Regions from separate parts of the Rattus norvegicus genome. Here region 2 is linked to region 1. Evidence: chromatin contacts called from public Hi-C data. All regions are on one chromosome and are shown on one strand. Each heading gives the region's core, a stretch centred on a gene start, on an enhancer-like site or on the middle of the called end of the contact. The rest is flanking DNA. Distances are from core to core; before and after follow the strand shown.

The links. A called contact is a pair of places that touch in the nucleus more often than the background predicts.
Region 2: a contact with region 1 is called in a Hi-C map of Schwann cells, with 4 times the contacts expected there. The contact joins the promoter of Cops8 here to the enhancer-like site in region 1. A contact is called at or near these places in 10 of 12 Hi-C or Micro-C datasets (the A7r5 cell line, the Rat2 cell line, Schwann cells and 6 more) and 1 of 1 datasets of contacts at active chromatin or transcription factors (oligodendrocytes).

The regions. Positions count from the first base shown.
Region 1 is chr9:98,084,298-98,087,810 of GRCr8, reverse strand. It overlaps Iqca1 (IQ motif containing with AAA domain 1), which reads left to right. Exons shown (of 19, transcript XM_017596905.3): 16 at 1,000-1,086. LOC102554789 (a long non-coding RNA gene) reads right to left here. Exons shown (of 7, transcript XR_010054860.1): 6 at 2,080-2,214. Among named protein-coding and RNA genes, the nearest start is that of Asb18, 43 kb to the right of the region's middle. Within about 2 kb of position 1,965, at least 6 of the 93 cell types and tissues checked have an H3K27ac peak or open chromatin away from gene starts, as enhancers often do. A contact at or near this core is called in Schwann cells, where this site is marked.
Region 2 is chr9:98,653,122-98,656,634 of GRCr8, reverse strand. It overlaps Cops8 (COP9 signalosome subunit 8), which reads right to left and starts at 1,604. Exons shown (of 8, transcript NM_001013227.2): 1 at 1,477-1,604; 2 at 536-606. The coding sequence starts at 1,554.

The sequences.
Region 1 (3,513 bases), core at 716-3,215:
GCGTGTGCAGTGCCTGTGCCGTGTGCCTGGTACGAAGTAGCCCTGCTGCTCACTGCTGGCCCGCCCTCGGCTACACAGTGTCTGAGGACTGGGGGTTAAGAATAAGACTTGGATTCTCAAGCTCTATGGCCCAGCGTCTAAAGGCCAAATGCCTCCCCAACTGTGCCAGCTCCTATGGTTTGCTGAGTGTCCTAATGTGTTGGGGGACACAGATGCATGTGACCCAGGTGTTGGACAGAGCTCAATCAATGTCTTCTTTGTCTCTGAGATATGTAATCTATTTTCTCACTTGGCACATAAAGCAAGGGAAACACACTTGGCCATCCTCCCCTAATTTCTATCAGTCGGCGAGTAAATAACGTTGCCCTAACAAGAAGCATATAAATATGAGCTCCTAACACTGGCCACACACTGCAGCCGATGTCGCCTTTACCCGCCACGGTTTCTCACAAAGTGCAAACTGCTGCAAAATACTTGAACTCCACTACTGGGTGGGTGCTTTGAAGAGATTGTTAGGCGTGTGGCAATTATTCACATGCCTTGGTTAAGTCCAGTCCCAACTCTGCCATGAATCCCTGCTCGCTCTAGAAAGGCCCGGAGCCACCATCCTGCAGGGGGGTCTCAGTCACAAAGGCACCAGTGAACAGAGACATACAAATAGCATCACGGGAGCCTGTGATGAAACTGTCTTCTCATAGCAAGCACCTGGGAATGTGAGTGGCCCGTGATTAAAGCACGTGGCGTGGGTCCCATTCGCTTTCAGCCGAGAACCAGGGGCCTATGACAAACCAAGCCAGGCAGGGGCTCTGGGCTCTGATACAGGAATGTGTCCATTAGGACGGGCCTACAGTGGCAAAGTGCATGGGTGATAGCCTCGATGAGGCAGGTGACATCGAGGGCCTGCCTTCCTCAAGGTGTGCCAGTCACGCTTCAAGGGAAGAGGACAAGTGTCCCTCAGGAAGAAGCGTTCACCTCGAGGCTGGCTCTTGTCCTCTGCAGGTAGCTCGCCAGCTTCAGCCGTCCGTGGTGTGGATCCAGGACACAGAGAAAACCTTCTACAAGAAAGTCCCGCAGGCCGAGAAACGGGTGAGTCCTCCTGGCTGCTTAGTTTTCATTCCCGACGGCTCCCCTCACAAGGGGACATCTCCACTTTTGAAGAAAGTCTTAGTTTTCCAAGGAGACGCGGGGGCTTTAAGTCCCTCCACAGAAGACTCTCTCCGTAAGTGCTTGTCAGGGTTTGAAAGAAGCCAGCGCCTTGAATTTTATGAGGCATAATTTGGAAGGGGAAAAAAATGCCAGAGAAAGGGAAGGAGGGAAGCCAAACATGATTCAGAAGAAAGAAACAATTCAGAGAACTTTGCTCAGTTACAGCCAGAGGCGCACACAGAGTTATTATTACCACTTCCTATTGTTCAGAATAATAAATAGCAAAGGGCCCGAAATTCTCGAACAAAGGCCATCAACAACACAGCTAAGTGCCCTGCGTCCAGAGCCTCTGGGGAGCTCCGTCTCAATTGCTTCCTTCCTCCGTTTCTCTCCTTTCAATGGCCCCTCCCCCACACTTCCCCCCACAAATCACCAGAAAATTTCCCACAAGTTTAAAAAAAAAAATCACAGATACACAGGCTTGTTATTCCACACCAATTTGTACCAAAGCAAATAGTGGTTAGCTGCAGATTTCTGATTAAATCGGTAAGGATTTTAATCACTTATGTATTATACATTTTCAGCAGGTAGAGGTGATTTGGGTAAAGCCTGAAACTCAATCTTTGCTTCTCCAAATGAGCCCTGATTGCCCTGTCATTTCAAACCCTCTTAGGAAGACTCGTTTGTTACATATAGTTCATCTGGGAAGCCAGTGTTAGCGCCCTCTACTGACCATGTTGAGACATTGGGGGGGGAAGTCCCAGTCTGCCTTCCAAAGAGCAGCCCAGGGCTGGGCTTAGCCAGGGTTCTCACACATGATGTCGTCAGAATGTGGATTGCTAACAGACAAGGCGATTCACTGTCCCACAGGACTCCAGCCTGGGTGATGTGAAACTCAGGAGGCCTGGGCTGCAGGCCGGCTGTGCCACTCACCTTAGCTGGCTGTGCGTTTGTCATCAAACTCGACCCCTCTCAGTCTCTACTTATTTAGTCATCAGCCAGAAGAACCTCTGAGTTCAGGAAATTTGTCTGGCTTCCTCTTCCAAGAGCCCTTAGCTCTACAGCAACCTAAGTCCAAAAAAAAAAAAAAATCTTTAAAAAATCTGAGGAACACGATAAAAGAGAGATCCAAAGGCGAGTGGGCAGCCGCAGCAAGTGAGATGCCTCACACGGGGAAGCAGCCAGGCAGGAAGCTGGTAGAGATGGAGAAGTCAGTGGTACAGATGAGCCACCTCTCCAGACCCCACAACCGCCACCCACAGCTGGCTCTGTTCTGTAGAGCATGGAAGGTTCTGGAGGCACAGCCTTACTGTGGACAAATTAAATGTTTGCTCTGTTCACATCGTGGTTAGAAGAACCTTTCCTGTCAGAGGAAAGACCACAAATCACACAGGCTGGAAGAGCCTTAATGCAGAGGGGACTTTTCCTTCAGATGCAGGTCTGCAGATGAAAAGCTCTGGAATTCTTCCCCTCCTCTTCCTCCTCCCCCCCCTCCTCTTCCTCTTCCTTCCCCTCCTCTTCCTCCTCCTCCCCCTCCTCTTCCTCCCCCTCCCCCTCCCCCTCCTCTTTCCCCTCCTCTTCCTCCTTCTCCCCCTCCTCTTCCTCCTCCTTCCCCTCCTCTTTCTCCTTCTCCCCCTCCTCTTCCTCCTCCTTCCCCTCCTCTTCCTCTTCTTCCTCTTCCTCCTCTTCTTCCTCTTCCTCCTCTTCTTCCTCTTCCTCCTCTTCTTCCTCTTCCTCCTCCTCCTCTTCCTCTTCTTCCTCTTCCTCCTCTTCTTCCTCTTCTTCCTCTTCCTCCTCTTCTTCCTCTTCCTCCTCTTCTTCCTCTTCCTCCTCTTCCTCCTCCTCTTCTTCCTCTTCCTCCTCTTCTTCCTCTTCCTCCTCTTCCTCCTCCTCTTCTTCCTCTTCCTCCTCTTCCTCCTCCTCTTCTTCTTCCTCTTCCTCCTCTTCCTCCTCCTCTTCTTCCTCTTCCTCCTCTTCCTCCTCTTCCTCCTCTTCCTCCTCCTCTTCTTCTTCCTCTTCCTCCTCCTCTTCCTCTTCCTCTTCCTCCTCTTCTTCCTCCTCTTCTTCCTCCTGCTGCTCATTCCTGTTTCTCCATGTCAGCCCAGCCACCTCAGAATTTTCAGAAAAGTCCAGTGTTGGGGGTGCAGGGATCCACACCCCCAGCTCTACCCTGGCAGACCCTCGCAGGTGCCTGCCTCATGGTGTTGCTATAAGCAGCCGGTCAGTCACGTCAGAGACGAAGGTAATGACTGAGACAAGGGCGCCTGCTCCTGCATTTACTGCACCATTACCCTTTGTTACTTCATCTAGCCCAGGCCTTCCCTGCTGCCACAATAGGTCTCCACCGGGGAATTGCTTGCTTTGTTG
Region 2 (3,513 bases), core at 355-2,854, 570 kb before region 1:
AGGCCTCTATTCTCTAGCCCTCTCAAGCTTCTGCTTCCCACCCAGGAAGACTAATTCAAACATATCTAATCCTTCCTGGCTCTCCCAGTGTTCCCTGCCAGCTCCAGCTTCTTCGCTTCTACTGAGTACAAATTTGCTTTGCTTTGCTTATTTGATTTTTTGAGGCAGGATTTCTCTACGTAGTCCTGGCTGTACTAGAGCTGGATCTGCAGACCAGACCGACCTCCAACTCAGAGAGCAGCCTGCCTCGGGCTCCCAAGTGTGGGGAATTAAAGACATGCACGACCACCACACAGTCTCTGAGTAAACATAAGTTAAAAAATAAACACCATTGTTTTTATGTTCCATTGGTTCGTGATGCTAGATTCTCAAAAAAACTTACCATGTTTTTTAGGGGTATATAAAACACACACAACAACAACAAAGAAAAATCTAGCTTAATTATTCATGTGACTGAACAAGAAACAGATACAACATATTATGGTAAAGGTAACCTATCTGTTACTGCATTATCAGTGCAAAAGGCACTACTTACATGTCGTTCTGCAGCAAATACAAAGCGAGAAGCTGACCATACACTGGCGGCGTGGCGATTCCTCCAGGAGCCTACATAAACAAAGGGGGGGGGGGTGGGCACCTTATTTCCCAAAAACGTTCAGAAAAAAGAAAATTAAAACTTAAAAAGTAAGTTTTCTAGTACTACAGATGCAGACAAATGCTGAGGGAAGTACCACAGATGAAAATCTGAGCTTAGATGTTGTGAGCTGTTATTGATCCCCAGTGAGCTATCAGTTTCTTTCCATATTCACAAATATGTAATGCCATCACCTGCTGAAATTCCTCAGCCCCTCAGCCGCCTCCAGCACCTAACTGTCCAGCTGGGAACAGGCCAGTCCACACCAGCACGGCAAGCCTCATAAAACCATCATTACATGCACAAGATTTCTGAACCACCCCGTTATTGAACTAATTAGTCTCAAATTTAAAAAAAAGTAAGAAATACTTCCAACAGGTTCTTAATGCACTATTTCTCTGCCCGTTATTTTAAAAGGTTAAGTAAGATTAAAACAGAAGACTACCAACGGGTAGTTATGGAGGTCTCTGCTCAATCTTTATTCGTTCAACATGGTCTGCGGTCTGCTAAATGCTCATCGACAAGCTGCTGCTGTCCCCTTCAGTCGGTGAGCCCCCTGCTCTCCCTTTTATTTTTTGTTTTGATTTTTCGTAGCCCAAGCAGGCATCGAATTTACCAGCAATCCTCCTGCCTCCGCCTCACGTGTGCCCACGGGATTCCTGTGACACTGCACCCAGCTTATTTAGTGAACTTTTTATCTTAACATTATAAATGGAAGTGTCTCCTGATTATAGCCAGAAACTGGGGCTTGATGAACCCGGACTGTGCTCCTAGCAGGCCGCGGCCTGGCCCGTTACCCTGGAAACGGGCGCCCACCCGACCGCCGCACTTTGCCGCACTACCTCAAGCTCCTGGTTCTCGCACTGATCCAACAGCTTTCTGAAACTGAAGGCGTTGTCCGCCATCACCGCCACTGGCATCTTCCCGGCCGCTCTCGCCGCCGCCACCCCGCCTGACCAAAGCACAAGCTGGCCCTCGGGGCGTCGCGCCCTCGATGACGTAAGAAGCTGGCTCTCCGTACGCATGCGCAAATGTGTCGTCATTTCCTAAGCGACGCCGTGGCTGAGAAGCAGGGCAGCGAGCGCTCTGCCCCGCCACCTCGGTGCTCTGGAGGACCTGCTCCAGACTTGGAGGAACCGGCTTTCTAAGACAGGCCACTGTCACTGGGAGGGGCTTGGCTGCGGCTTGGATTCTCCGCCCAAGGAAGGAAGTGATAGTGGGACTGCATCTTTCACAGCCACAGTCGCCGTGGGAGAAAAGTAAAACCATTGGACCTCCACGTGTTTTGAGAACGCTGAACTGTACTTCTAAGCTAAGGTGTTAAAGAGGAAACTCTAAACCCGAAACTCTTCTTGGCTTGTGCTATACACACATCCCTTTTCTAACAATGCACTTGGCAGCCTGAGGATCTCACCTACACCTACTATTCACACACACACACACACACACACACACACACACACACACACACACACACACACACACCTCCTTTTCCGAACAACTAACACACACACACACCTCCTTTTCCGAAAATTCACCTAGCAACTGTCAGAAAACCAGGACCCCTGTCCACAACCTGTGTGGAGCTTGCAGGCACATCCTCTCCAAGTAATGGGATAAGTTTCTCCTCTCTCTACTGACCTTCAAACAGATTCTATTCACTGATACTTCAGTTATGTACAGTATGAGGGCAGGAGGTCTGATCTAACCTGAATTGGTTTTAGGTGACTGCCCAGGAAGGTAAATCATGTCTTCTAAGTGAATTTGCTAGGAGAAACTCCTATTTACCGTCTTGATTGTGCATGCTTGGGAATGCATTTGATTAAAATCAAATACATTATGGGAAGAGATATATACAATGGAAAAAGGGAGGTAACATAGCTAAAATCTTGCAATCATAACAGAGTGCAATGCCTCTTAGCAATCAGACTCCTTCTTGAACTCCATAAAAGCCCCGAACAGTAATTGGGACTCTAGTATGCTAGCTCAAGTGGCCAACTGTCACTCATGACAACGTATTTCTTTCTAATCTGTAGTATGGCTTTGCTTTTGCATAAGGTTTCCTTGCTACTTTGCATATCTGGGTGCCTGAATTTCAGTTCCGGGCATGAGAGGTAAAAACACCTAGCCCATACCCTGACCATTCCTCAGACATGGGAAGCGGATACCAACCAATGGTACGGATACCAACAACTGCCCCTTTGCTGTCTTCTTGGGCAGAACTGGAGATTGGAACACAGGCTTTGTGCATAGTTTTAACACTGAGCTGTACCTCCAGGTCTCCTTTTACTTACTGAAGACAAAGTCTTACTAAGTTGCGCAGGCTGGCCTTGAAGTTTTGGAAAAGCTCCAAGCCTAACTCTCACTTCTCTCTTTCTACCTGCCTCAGTCTCAGTAGACCCCAGCACCATGTTACCACCTGTGTATGTCTCATGCACACACACACATACACACTAGAGGTGAGTGAAGTCTCTCTAGCTTGAGCCACTGGTGTGCCTGACCTTTCCTGGTCTCCTGATAAGCAAGTGCTCCTTGACTCTTCCCTGTCCGATGTCTTTTCTTTGAAGCCCAAACCATACCTTTTTGTTTTTCTGCTCAAATTCATGTGAACAAAAGTTCCCATAAAGAAGCTACCCCTTACTAATTGACAGACTGGTAAAGTTTCCCAGGTTGGGAAGAGGTTGCAAGGTTGCAGGTTCAGAGTACAATTGTGCTTTATCCTGGCCTATCTTCAGTTCCCTTGACAGCTAGTCCTATGCCTACTTGTGCCTAACCTAGTAGCCCTGTGACTATTGAGTGAAACCTTCCATGGGCTGCTCGCTCCTCAACTGTGAACACACTGCTTACTCAATTATGCTGTGACTCACTTCCCTTGTGTG